2 separate regions of the Rattus norvegicus genome follow, and region 1 is linked to region 2. The links are chromatin contacts, called in public Hi-C maps. All regions are on one chromosome and are shown on one strand. The core of a region is the stretch at or near the end of the contact, and the rest is flanking DNA. Distances in the headings are between cores, read along the strand shown. Region 1 overlaps Tmigd3 (transmembrane and immunoglobulin domain containing 3). Region 2 has its middle 26 kb from the start of Rap1a.

What was found. Hi-C and Micro-C count contacts between places; a contact is called where the count stands out from the background.
Region 1: a Hi-C map of psoas muscle shows a contact between it and region 2, with 2.3 times the contacts expected there. The contact joins two enhancer-like sites.

The regions. Positions count from the first base shown.
Region 1 is chr2:196,062,437-196,068,669 of GRCr8, forward strand. The region is part of intron 1 of Tmigd3 (transmembrane and immunoglobulin domain containing 3); the gene reads left to right. It also overlaps the pseudogene Sub1-ps4. Among named protein-coding and RNA genes, the nearest start is that of Adora3, 11 kb to the right of the region's middle. Within about 2 kb of position 4,390, at least 63 of the 93 cell types and tissues checked have an H3K27ac peak or open chromatin away from gene starts, as enhancers often do.
Region 2 is chr2:195,997,758-196,004,208 of GRCr8, forward strand. No RefSeq gene overlaps it. Among named protein-coding and RNA genes, the nearest start is that of Rap1a, 26 kb to the left of the region's middle. Within about 2 kb of position 2,889, at least 27 of the 93 cell types and tissues checked have an H3K27ac peak or open chromatin away from gene starts, as enhancers often do.

The sequences.
Region 1 (6,233 bases), core at 3,140-5,639, 66 kb after region 2:
GTATGTGAGGTGTGCTGTGTGTGTGTGTGCTGTGTGGTAGTGTGTGTGTTTGTGGTGTGTATGTGGTGTGTGTATGTGTGTGCTGTGTGTATTGTGTGTGTACGTGGTGTATGTATGTGTGTATGCTGTGTATGCTGTGTGTGCTTTGTGTGTGTGTGTGTGTGTGTGTGTGTGTGTGCTGTGTGTGTGCATATTTGTTGAGGTAGGGTCATCATAACCTGAGTAACCTAGGCTGTAAACTGGAGAACCACGGTAGCCTTCCCATATGCAGCTCTATCTGGCAGAGAGAATGCTGGAAATAGTGTGGAGTCCTGAGGGCCTAACTGTGAAGAGTTGGTGCAGATGATGATGTCAGCATCTCTGGTGTCCTGAAGGACCCCTTTGGCTCGCCTGGTCTTATACAAATGCATTAGTTACCTTTCTCATCATTTCAACAAAGTACTGAACCATAAGACTTTAAAGGAGCCAACAGTGGTCCTGGCGCATGGTTTCGGGAGGGTTTCAGGCCATCGTAGCAGGGAGGTTTTGGCAGGAGCAATGCTCTTTACATGAAGTACTGTCTATGTGGGACCTGGCATGTATTAAACCTTTAAAGGGTCTCCCATGCTGACACATTTCCTGAAGCTAAGCAGGCTTCCTCTATGGCCTGAAAATTATCATTAAAAGCTGGGAAAACAGGGTTTAAAAGTTGAGCTGGTCGAGGCATAGTTCAAATTCAAATCATAATCAAAAGTATCACACGCAGCATCTGGGTGGATCTCCCTGCTTACCCACCTTCCCTCCACCTCTGCTCCTCCTCCTAAGATTTATTTTATGTATGAGTACACTGTAGCTGTCTTCAAACACACCAGAAGAGGGCATCAGATCCTATTACAGATGATTGTGAGCCACCATGTGGTTGCTGGGTATTGAACTCAGGACCTCTGGAAGAGCAGTCAGAGCTCTTAACCATTGAGCCATCTCTCTTTTTTTTTTTTTTTTTTTTTTTTTTCCGGAGCTGGGGACCGAACCCAGGGCCTTGCACTTCCTAGGCAAGCGCTCTACCACTGAGCTAAATCCCCAACCCCATTGAGCCATCTCTCTAACCACCCTCCCCCGACTCCACCCCCAGCTCTTCTTGAGGCACAAAAATAACAGAGCTAGAAGCTGTCTTGGGATGCTCGGGCCCCACATATACAGCGGAAGCTGAGCAGAAACAAAACAGGTTATAAGAACTCACTATCAACATGGCCCATGTGTTCTGTGAAAAGTCCTGCTCTGCTCTGACCAGAAAAAAGTACTAAAAGTTCACTAACCTGGTTGTTTAAATATAGGAAAGGAAACAGATGCTGGCTGGGCGGAAGTGGGTTGGGGGTGGGGCTTGAAGCCTAACCTCTGCTGATTTGCTGTGGGGCCTTTCCGTTTTTTACCCTGGGCTGTACCTCCCTCAGAATTCGCCTTCTCTGCAAGCTCCTCCTCATGATTGACAAGAGAGAGTTATTTTTAAGCCGATCTTTGTGACTTCCTTTTGGCTTGTGTCCTCTGCTTCCTTGGTAGTCCAATTCTGGCACAGTCTGACAGGCCGTGGGAGGCGAGGGCTGTCTTTGTATGGGCAAATGGCAAAGGCTGAGTGGGGAGCCCAAAGGTGCTGACTCTGTCAGGCTGAACACAAACCCCCGACCCAGCTCCTGAGCCGACAGTGCAGAGGAGTCCCAGCTTCAGGCCTAAATCTTAATCTCAGTGTGTGGACGTAGCCCGTAGCATCCACTTTGGAATCCTCTGATTCTATCCACAGTGTCCAGATAAATATAGGGATGCCACCGTGTCTTCAACTGGTCTGTCTTCTGAGGAACTCCCCTTTCTGAAACCAGGCTGGGCTGCCCTCTGAGTCTCCGAGGGCACCCGTCCTGTCCTCTCATCTGACTGGGTTCCTGGGGAGTGTGTCTGGCCAGGTGCACCCCCAGCACCCTCAGACTGTGTGGCTCACGAGTCAGCAACCTGTCTCAGCCTCTTCACTCTCCATAACAAAGGAGGTGAGTGGAGATCACTGTGGCTCTTGGGGATGGGGGATGGCCTCCTCAGAGTTCCTGCTGATCCCTTTTACTTCCTCTAGACTTCAGTATACAGTAGAGACCCTGAAGTGCAGCTGGTGCCCAATAATGCGGGTCTGTGGCTTCTTGTTCAATGGCTGGTCATGTCCTGGAAGGGCCTCCTCCTTAGTCTTCTCTGGAGATGGATATGGTCCCCCAGCTCCTATCACATCACAGAGCCACACCCTCTTCTGATTTCAAAGATTTCTTTCTGGCTCATCATACATGCAGGCTGAGGCCTGGGAGGGAATACTTTAGAAATTAGCACTATCTTGCCAAGGCCCAAGAGAACACAGCTCAGGTCTTAGTGGGTAGGAGTCTTGGTTGAGTAGCCCCTGTGAAATCAGGCAGAATAAGCTAGTCTGTGTCTTTCCACAGTAACCCACATGGGACGCTTAGAAAATTCTTTCTAATTCAGAGTCCGTGTCAAGAGATATTCGGTTTTTGAGATTCCTCCCCTGCAGACAAAGAGCTGGCTTTGCACTAACTTTCTGTTGAGCTCAAGCTTCTGACGCTCAACTTCAGCTACTGTAGAACTAAAGAAAATCCGACTCTCAATGTTGCAGTTGGATTAATTGATCTGCTCCAGGCAGACAGGCACAGTGGTCAGAGATGTGAATGCCTAGGGTCACCTGACTCTGGCAGCTGCTAGCCAAGCCTTGGGCAAGCTACTTAACCTTTAAGGAAGGGGACGTGGTGCTGTGTGTGCATGACCATGAGTCCCTCCTACCTGCACCCTCACTGACTTGCCGTGGGTGGGGCAGTCACCGCACCTGCTTCCTCTTTGGGTCTTTCCTGTCATCTGTGAAATGAGAGCCACTTCAGCTTTGCCACATCTGACATCTAAATGGTATTTAGGAGAGCGACAGCATGGCGTCTTTGATTTGGTTAGGGAATGGCAGAGTTTATCTTCTGTAAGTGGAAGGCGAGGAGGATTGTGAGGTAGCCCTTTAAAAATGTTTATTAATTCTTTGAGGGTCACACACACATACACACACATACACTTACACATAGTCACACACTCACAGTCACATACACTCACACACACGCTCACAAACACACACACTCACAAACACACACCCTTACACACAATGCATTTGATCATATTCATGTCCTACTCCTCCCCCTAACTTCTCCCAAGTGTACTCCCATCCCCCAACCCCTCCTAATTTCATACCCTTTAGAAAAGTATTTTTATAACCCATTGAGTCTACTCCTCAGTGTCCATATATTAGAGTGTGGATCCACCCACTGTAGTGTGGTTGACCTTCCAGGGGCCGTGCCCTTAAAGAAAACTGACTTTCCCTCTCCTAGGACATGTCCCCTGCTTGACTGTAGGTTTCTGGAGCAACCTCCCCTTAGGCCAGCCTTCCGGCAGTTCCTTGTAGCCCCACCCAGCCAGCAGCTGCTCTTGCATCCCTGCAGATGTTTCCAGTTTGCAGATTGCTTGGGGTTCTCGTCAGTCATTTGTTCCATTTGCTCAGAAACAACAGCCAGCATTCTTGTCAGGAAGTGAGAGAGTGCCAACCTCAGGATGACACAAAAGGCCCCAGTCATGGGTAGACAGAGATGGGGTAGGGGGTGGAAAGGACCAGTGACGGGACCATCTGCAGTGACCTAGACTTCTGCTGGCCTCTGCTGCAACCATGGTCACTGAAACAGCATCTATCTGGCTTCCCTCTGGGAGGGCCCAGCACGGGTCAGTTGAATCATCTTGGAGGGCCCAGGTCAGAAAGAGGCATTCTCCTAAAGGCCCGGGAGTGACTAGAGAGTCTGGCTCTGAGGACAAAACATTCTGGTTCCTTGCCCCCTTCACCATCAGGATCTAGTCCAGCGTTAATGAAAGGTTAGAGGGTGTTTGGTATTCGGGATCAAGAGCAAACACAATAAATGCGCAATAAATCTCAAGTTGTGTGCTGTGCGGTTCACTTTTGTCAAGTAGCTGTTTTGGCAGGAGGTGACCATAATAATAATCAACCTTCACACCCTGCCCAGAAGGTGGCCTTTTTATAGCACTGAAGAGTGCCAAGCGCTCTGCCAGGCCCTCCAGAGTGAGTGACAGGTGAGACACAGAAACTGTGACTGTGGTTCTGAATAGAGCTGGCTCTTGCGATAGCCAGGCTTCACCTGCGTCAACCGAGAGGCCTCAGCAGCTGCGGGGCCTCCATCCTGCCTGTCTAGGAACTGCCTGCAGTCAGAGCCCCCACCCCTCCCCCACGGTTGGCCTTCTCCATGGCTCACAAAGGGTGTGTGTGTTGGGGGGGGGGGGGATGTCATTTTGCTGAACTCTGGCGCAAGCTTCTTCATGCTGTCAAGTTACTCACTTCCTGGCAAGTAGAAAAGATAGGAGAAGGCGTCACCGCCTTCCTGCCATCGCCTTCGGGTCCAGTTTCTGAAGCTAGGAAAATCAACAGAGGATTTGGAGCAAAAAGCTTCTTCAACAAAAGATGAGAGATAGGTACCAAGGAAAGCCAAATCGAGACAGTTCCCGCCTTCCGGTCCTCAGCAAGCCTACAGCCCACGGTTCACAGAGGGTCCGTAGGTATGGAAATACTTTCTGTTGGTTAGGCATCCGCCAAGCACCTCACGCTGGCTGGGTGCCAATGAGGTTCACATTGAGCATGGGTGCAGGACTCTAGTAACTACCAGAGTGGGCCAGACCCTGCTCCAGCCGTTTGGTCCTTTTCCCTTCACTCAGGCCCCAGAGAATAATCTCCCTCCTTCCCCAAAGAGGAATTTAAGACATGGAAGATTGGGCAATGTGGCCAGTGTTATCCACTTAGAAACAGGGCTCACAAAATGAGAAGGACGTGGCACGTTGAACTTCTGAGTCACACGCTGGCAGCCAGCCCATATTGATTTCTTCTCGGGCTGGGCCTCAGGGCATAAATACAGTGGGACAGGCCTGACACCCGGAGGCAGAAAGCAAAGCGTGCACACGGACTGGACTGTGCAGTGGAGTGGGACTGGCTCTCGGCAGGCACTGAGTCTGAGGATTCTGGCACAGGCTTGAAGGTGCTGCCAATAGGAGGTGATGCGACTGGTGGGTACATAAGCCTGGATGGACGGGACAGGGAGACTGGCCACAAAGCACACATGCGTGAGTCACTGTTTGAGTGGGTGGTCCTAGGGTGTCCACCTGAGGGTTCAGTGAGGTGGGCACCAGAATGAGAAAGAAGCTCAATGCCAGGAAACCTGATTACATTCCAGTTTTGAGCTTGAACCAACCACTTTGGGCACCAGCCTCCTCTCATGTTCAGTTCTGCTTCTAATACACGTGTGCCCTAAAATCTCACGGTGAACATTGATTTGTGACAAGGAAAGTGATTAGCAACAGGCCAGGTGAAGCCACTAACTGCCAAGAGCAGTTCTGGTCTTACAGAAGAATCAGGAAAATGAGAACAGGGCTGTACATACAATAACGAGTGAGTTCTGCCAGTGAGGGCCATGGCAACATCCCGGATACTTCTGGGCATCAGTACCCCAAGTTCTGTATTGAGTCCTCTCCAAGACACTCACTTAAAATGACAGAGCTTTGTGACGTTTTGATTCACTTTGTAACCTTGGCAGTCCACTCTGGCTTTGAATTCACAGAGATCAAGCTGTCCCAGCCTCCCAACTTCTGGGATTACAGGCATGTGTACTGTATCTGGCTGGATATTTTATTTTTACAATTACACAGATTCCTATGGTGCATAGGAAATAACAACAACAATGTCCGTTCTATGTACTCTTTTTTTTTTTTTTTTTTTTTTCTGGAGCTGGGGACCGAACCCAGGGCCTTGCACTTGCTAGGCAAGCGCTCTACCACTGAGCTAAATCCCCAACCCCGTTCTATGTACTCTTTATTTGTGACTTGCATTCTTCCCAAAAGCATGTGCTCGTAAAAAAAAAAAAAAAAAAGAACAGAAAAAGAACAGAGCATAACAATTAAGATACCAGAGCCAGGGCTGGAGGTTTGACTCAGTGGTTAAAAGCAATTGCCACTTGGGATGGTTTGAATAAAAATGGCCCCCTTAGGCTCACAGGGGAGTGGCACTATTAGGAAGTGTGGCATTGTTGGAGTGGGTGTGGCTTTGTTGGAGGAAATGTGTCATTGGGGATGGGGGGGGGGGGGAGTTGAGGTCTCAGAAGCTCAAGCCAGGCCCGGTGACTCACGGTCTC
Region 2 (6,451 bases), core at 1,639-4,138:
CTCATGAGTCGCTAGATTCCCCCCATGAGTCTATCCTGAAGAGTCATCTGCAACTTTGGGGTTATTGAAACAAATGTTAATGGGATTTACCAAACAGTTGAAATGTGAAGCTGATGTGAGAATTTTTTTTTTTTAGGTCTCCAAAGTTTGAACATCAATGAAATAACATACCTAAAAAAAAATCTGGAAACAAATTTAGTGTCTAAAACACAAAAGCTGATTAAGTTAAATGTTGATTATTAGATAACCATTGGTAATCACAGTTGTGAGGTCAGCAAAGAGGCTCAGTAAAGATGGTGTCACATAAGCCTGGTGCTGTGAGGTTTGATTCTCAGAACCCATGTGTCTTAGTCAGGGTTTCTGTTCCTGCACAAACATCATGACCAAGAAGCAAATCGGAGAGGAAAGGGTTTATTCAGCTTACACATCCACATTGTTCATCATCAAAGGAAGTCAGGACTGGAACCCAAGCAGGTCAGGAAGCAGGAGCTGATGCAGAGGTCACAGAGGGATGTTTCTTACTGCTTTGCTTCCCCTGGCTTGCTCAGCCTGCTTTCTTATAGAACCCAAGACCACCAGTCCAGGGATGGTACCACCCACAATGGGCCCTCCCCTCTTGATCACTAATTGAGAAAACGCCTTACAACTGGGTCTCATGGAGGCATTTCCTCAACTGAGGCTCCTTTCTCTGTGAAAACTCCAGCTGGTGTCAAGTTGACACACAAATCCAGTACCTGCTAAAGGTAGCAGGAGAGAACCGATTCCACAAAGTTGTTCTATAACCTCCACACACAACAATAGTAAATAAAAATAATAAAACAATCATGATTGAATATGTTTTCAATATAACAGTGAAAAATGGTATATAATTTCATGCATTTAGAAATGAGTTTAACTGTGTCAAATGACTAAGTCTGTGCCCATGGAAAGACCAGAAGGAAATATCCATAAAATGTTAGTGTGTGGCCAGGTGTGATGGCAAGTGTCTTTAGTCTCAGCAGAGGCAGGTGGATTATTGAGGTCAAGACCAGAGGTAGCAAGTTTCAAGACACCCCGGGATATGTAGCAAAACCTGGTCTCAAAAAAGAAAAAAAAAGTCATGCATGAGGCTTGAAAGTATAGTTAATTTTGGGAAGGGTCCTATTGCAGGGTCCTGTTGTAGTTTCATTGCAAGTGTGAATTGTTTAGTTTGGAAAAGCATTTTTAAATGAAGATCTCCAATGGGAAAAATAGACTTTCCCAAGATGATTCAAATGAACCATTCATTTCCCAGGAGAATTTTCAACTGGTCTCTAGTTGGTGTGCAAAAGGAAGCAGTTTTCAGAAACTAAACAGGAACCAGAAATTATGCCTCAATCAAATCTGGGGTCTGCTTTTATGTTTGTTTGTTTGTTTGTTTGTTTGTTTGTTTGTTTGTTTGTGTATCTCGAGGAGTTGCTTTCATTTTAGTTGTTAAATCATGTGGCCTTATGTCTTCCCACTCTCAGGTGAGATTAAGGTTTCTCCTTCCAAGTCGTGGCATCTGGTTTTCCACTTATGCGGGATAGGGGTGGGAGAGGGACAGGAGATAAGCATTAGACTGACACCAGCCCCCACTGCAGGGGCAAGTCAAGCAGAACAGCACTGAATCACCTAACTTTGTCTCTGTTTTAAAGTTAGCCCCTGAAGTTCCTGGTTTTGCGCTAAAGGAGAAGGCAGACAGCTGGTGATCAGATCCTGTCTTCCCCATGATCTAATATCACCTTTCTCAGAGGACATTCTAAAGTTTCTTTTTGTTTTCAAAATTCTTCTTGTAGTCATATCACAATAAGAGTCCCGTATGCTTCTTAGCCCTAGTTCCGTGCACAGGTACTTTTTTGCTCCCTCCCTCCCTCCCTCCCTCCTTCCTTTTCTCTTGTTGTGATGTCTTAGCTCTTATAGAAGCAGAGTGACCCTGTATGCTGGTCTCCACGAAACCAGACCATTAGACAAGAACTCAGGGCTTACCCCACTCCACTCTTTTTCTGTTTAGAAACACAAGAAACAGGAATCATCTCCTGAGTCACCAGGACAGGCACGCGGTTCTCAGAGGCGAAGCTGATCCTGATGAGGCAGCACTCAGCAGATGTCTCAGTAGCATCTCAACTGCACCGTTAACTTCAAGTTAAAGGTTTAGGCAAAAGCTACATTCTAGAAAGCTCAGCGAGGGCTCGAGGGCTTGTGGGATGGCTCAGCAGGTAAAGGCATTTCCTGCTTATCTTCTCTACCTGACTTTAGTCCCCAGAACCCACAGGGTAGAAGGAGAGGCTCACCTTACAGAAGTTCTCCTCTGACCTTCACATATGTGACACACACACACACACACACACACACACACACACACACACAGGCGTGGAGGGAGAGGAGGGAGAGAGAGAGGGAGAGAGGGGAAGATAGTCATTTTTAAAAGCTCAGCAAACAAAACAATGCAAAAGAAATTAAATTTGGTCCCAATTCTTGATACTAAGATACCATAAATCTAAGAATGGGCTGGCCTGGAGAAATACCATTTTGGCTTAGCAGCCTTGTAGCAACTTAGAGAATTCCAAACTCCAAGACTCAGAAGTTGGACGCAGAAGAAGGTTATCAGTGAATGCCTTGTCCAGCTGAGATTTACTAGACAGCCCAGTATTAGCAGTTCCCAAGGGGCCTGGGCTTAGCTTGAGTCAGTCAGGGTGTGATAGGCCACAGCGCTGATCTCACCTATGCAGGCCAACCCAGTTCTTTGCCCCCTCCACCCCCTCAGCCTGCTGTCAGTCACCCCTACCGCCCCCACCCCTGCCTGCAGTCACCTCCTCTCTGCTATTTACCCACCACACAGCCAGCTGTGGAAGCACGGTGACTCATTTGCCACTTAGGTATTTTGGGTTCATTACTCTTCAGCCACTTTACTGAGAAGAGCCACTCCCAATGGTGCCAAAATAGAGAGGAGAGGAAGTAGGGCCAGCAGATGGGAGGGGGTGGGGCAGAAATTCAAGGACTGCTGTGGAAAAGGTCAACGGAGGTGCTGTTGTCAATGCCAGCACTCCGAGCAAGGCCACTCCAAAAGCAACAATGGAAAGGAAGCAGGGCTTTGATTAAAACTTCATTGAGAGGCCTGGACACGCAGCCCCAAGTTCTCAACAACAGAAATGATGTGTTCAGGAATCCAGGGGAAGCGTCATTGCTCCTTGGGAATATTTTTAAGTAACCACACCCAAGCTGTGTTGACTTGGCCAAGAACAGGGTGGAAGGCACAATTACAGGACAGTTAAGCACTGCCTAACAGCACACAATCTGACCATTCGCCCTACTCTCTGACCCCTGCTTCCAAAATGTGTATGTTCCTTTAGCTCATCCATCTAGACGCGTTCTGTAGACTGGCGCTGGTATGGAGTGGCTGCTGTTTGGAACAGGCAGATACTGATTCCATCCTGAACAGTAGGGACCGGAGTTTACAGCTCAATAGTAGAGTGCTTGTCTAGTTTGCCTTAGGTCCAATTCCTAGCAACCACAAAGCAAACAAAACCTAGAAACGACAGGTCAGGTCCTCCAGAAGGATTTGGAGTATACATTTGAAAGGCTTCAGAATATATAGTAAAAATCACTCTCCTTAGGAATGGACCATTCATGGTGCTTCTGCTGCAAACCTGCCTTGTTCTAGCTCCAGTCTCTTTGGAACAAATATTGAATTATTATTTGTGATATTTGTCATCTGATGGCAGTTTAAGGCTTGCAAAATGAATGCGAACCCACTGGGGATATCAATTCCTTTCTAATTATGCATTCTTCTATCAGACAAATATTCTCCCAAATACTAATGCTAGAGCTCTGGTCAGGTCCAAAGCTGGGGCATGGGGCTAGAGGCTGCTTCTGAGAAGTGATTCCAGAATTCAGCTGAACTCTTGAATTCCGAGAGGAAGGAGCTATTGGAGGCAGCTTATGCTGAATTTTGAGGTTATTGACTTGGGGCTCTTGCTTCCTTCTTATGAGGCTGGGATGTTCACGATGTAGAGAGTACATAAAGCTGCTAAAAGGAACCGCTTTACTGGAAAGTGAAACACAAAGCAGGGTGCAAATGAAGCCAAGAATTTGGTGGACCAGAAGGAAGATCTAGGCTTTTGATGGCTCATGCCTTTACAGTCCAGGCAACAAGACATTAGTACCAGGCAGATCATATCCTTTTAATTGATAAAAATAATAACACCATGCCTTTAAAAATTAAAAAAGATCACTTTCAAATAACCTTAGGAGTAAATCATGGGCTAGAAATAGAGCGCAGTGGTAGAGGGCGTGTTTAGATCACAAAGCTCTAGGTTCAAAACTCAGGGGGAACAAAAGAACTTCAGCACAAAACCAAAATACCTGGATTTATTTTGTTTTATTTTATTTTTACACTGGGCCTCATTTTGTAGCCTTGGCTGGCCTGGAATCCCTTCCAGGGATAAGCCAGACTGGCCTTGAACTCACAGAGATCTACCTGTCTCTGTCAACAAAGCACAATGCTAAGTAGCTTCAGGTATCATCATAATTGACAAATGAAGAAACAAATCATAACTAAAATTAGAAAATGTGTACAGTGGCAAATAACAAATAAAAATATGTTTCCAGGTTCTACTGAAGAAGATTCTTTAGAAAATAAAAGAAAATCAGAGATTGAAGAGGTAAGTATTGAGCCCAAGATAAAGGGATAACAGCGAGCACAGAGGAAGGCAGAGGGAGGCAGTAACAAGAGAAGTCCAAATTCAAATAAAATCAAAATACGTTATAATAGAAGCTGTCAAGCAAACAAAGGTTGGCACATAAAAGACTAATAAAATTGAGATGAATTAAAAAGGAAAAGCATTATACACACACGTATATATAATAGAATTTATAAAATAAGAAGGTTATAAACTTCACACAGGTAAATTACATGAAATACCCAGTTCCTTAGAAAAATGAAACTTACCAAAATGGACTCAAGAAGAAATAGAAAATCTAATTTAAGAACTACGGCTATTTTTAAGCAGTTGTACTGGTAACTTAAGATCTAACTACAAAACAAAATAAATAAAAACAAAGCATTCAAGGGCCTAAGAAATCTGTAATTAAATGCAGCCGAATGCCTAGGAAAAAGTTCCCCACAGTTTTATAAATTTACTCCATCACATAAAGAAGCAGAGAGAATGACCACAATTTTTCGTATGATACTGGTAGACTCTTGGTACCAAAGGAAAAAGAAGAAAAGTTATAGACCCATCTCTCATTTAATGCAGATGCTAAAGTCCTAAATAAAACTAGGGAAAATAAAATCTAGCAATGAATCAGAATTAACATTTGTTTCAAACTTATCTCACAACACAATTATCTCAAATTCACAATTTCCTTGAAGAAGGAAAAATATTGGTCATTTCAATGTATGGAGAGAAACATTTTCTGAAATTAAATTCACATTGGATATTATCATTGTACTTATAGAAGAAACATCCTTAGCTTTTCTCATTGCTGCTCCTTAACTGAGGACTTTATCCACTGTCACTTGCCTCAAAGCGCTCTTCTAATTGCTTCTTCCCTACCCCACCTGACACACTCTGCCAGTGGCCAGGTGATTTCTAGAGCAATGAGAATGGATCCAGAGATCATAGGTCACAGAGTCTGACACCTGAGTGTTCATTCGATCAGATTTGTCAGGGAGAGGGCGGTGAATCCAAGGGAATGGATGCATTTCCAACTTACTGCTTGTGTGGACAGTGATGCTGAGAACCTTGCACAAAGAGTAGCAGGGTGACGGGCAAAGATGATCTGTTTAACCTGATACTTGTTATCGTTGATGTAGAAAGAGTTTTTGGTTGGACACAATGACCTGAAGGTATAGGTGATATGCAGAATTAGTTTGTTTGATAGGATGTCACCAAAGGAAGCCCATAAATAAAAAAGAAAGCCCGTAAACAGGCCAGGCAGCACCAAAAGCTGAAAGCAAAGGATCTCGCCAAAGAATAAAGCGAGGCCAGCAAGTCAGCTCAGTTGGTAATGCGTCTACCTCTCAAGCACAAGGACCTGAGTTTGGAACTTCAGAATACATGCAAAAAGCTGGTGTTCGGGTGTGGAGCCTGTCAGCCCAGCATGGTCTGGTATGGACAGGCAACACCCCAAAGTTCATTTGTGAGCAAGCATAGCTTAATAAATGAGCTTCAGGCTAAGTGAAAGGTCTTTTCTCAAAAAATAAAGGAAAGACACCCAGGGTTAACCTCTGACCTCCACATGCATTTGCGCCTGAGGGTGGGCACACAGTCACACATAAGAAGCATAGATACCATATGTACACACATCATAATGCATGCATACACACATACACACATTCACATGTACACAGAGAAATACATGAAAAGTGGAGAAAGAGCCAAAAGGAAAGAAATGTCAAGGAGGAAGTTTCTAAAGTTCTAACTAAAATGAAAATGAAAGGTCATTCAGG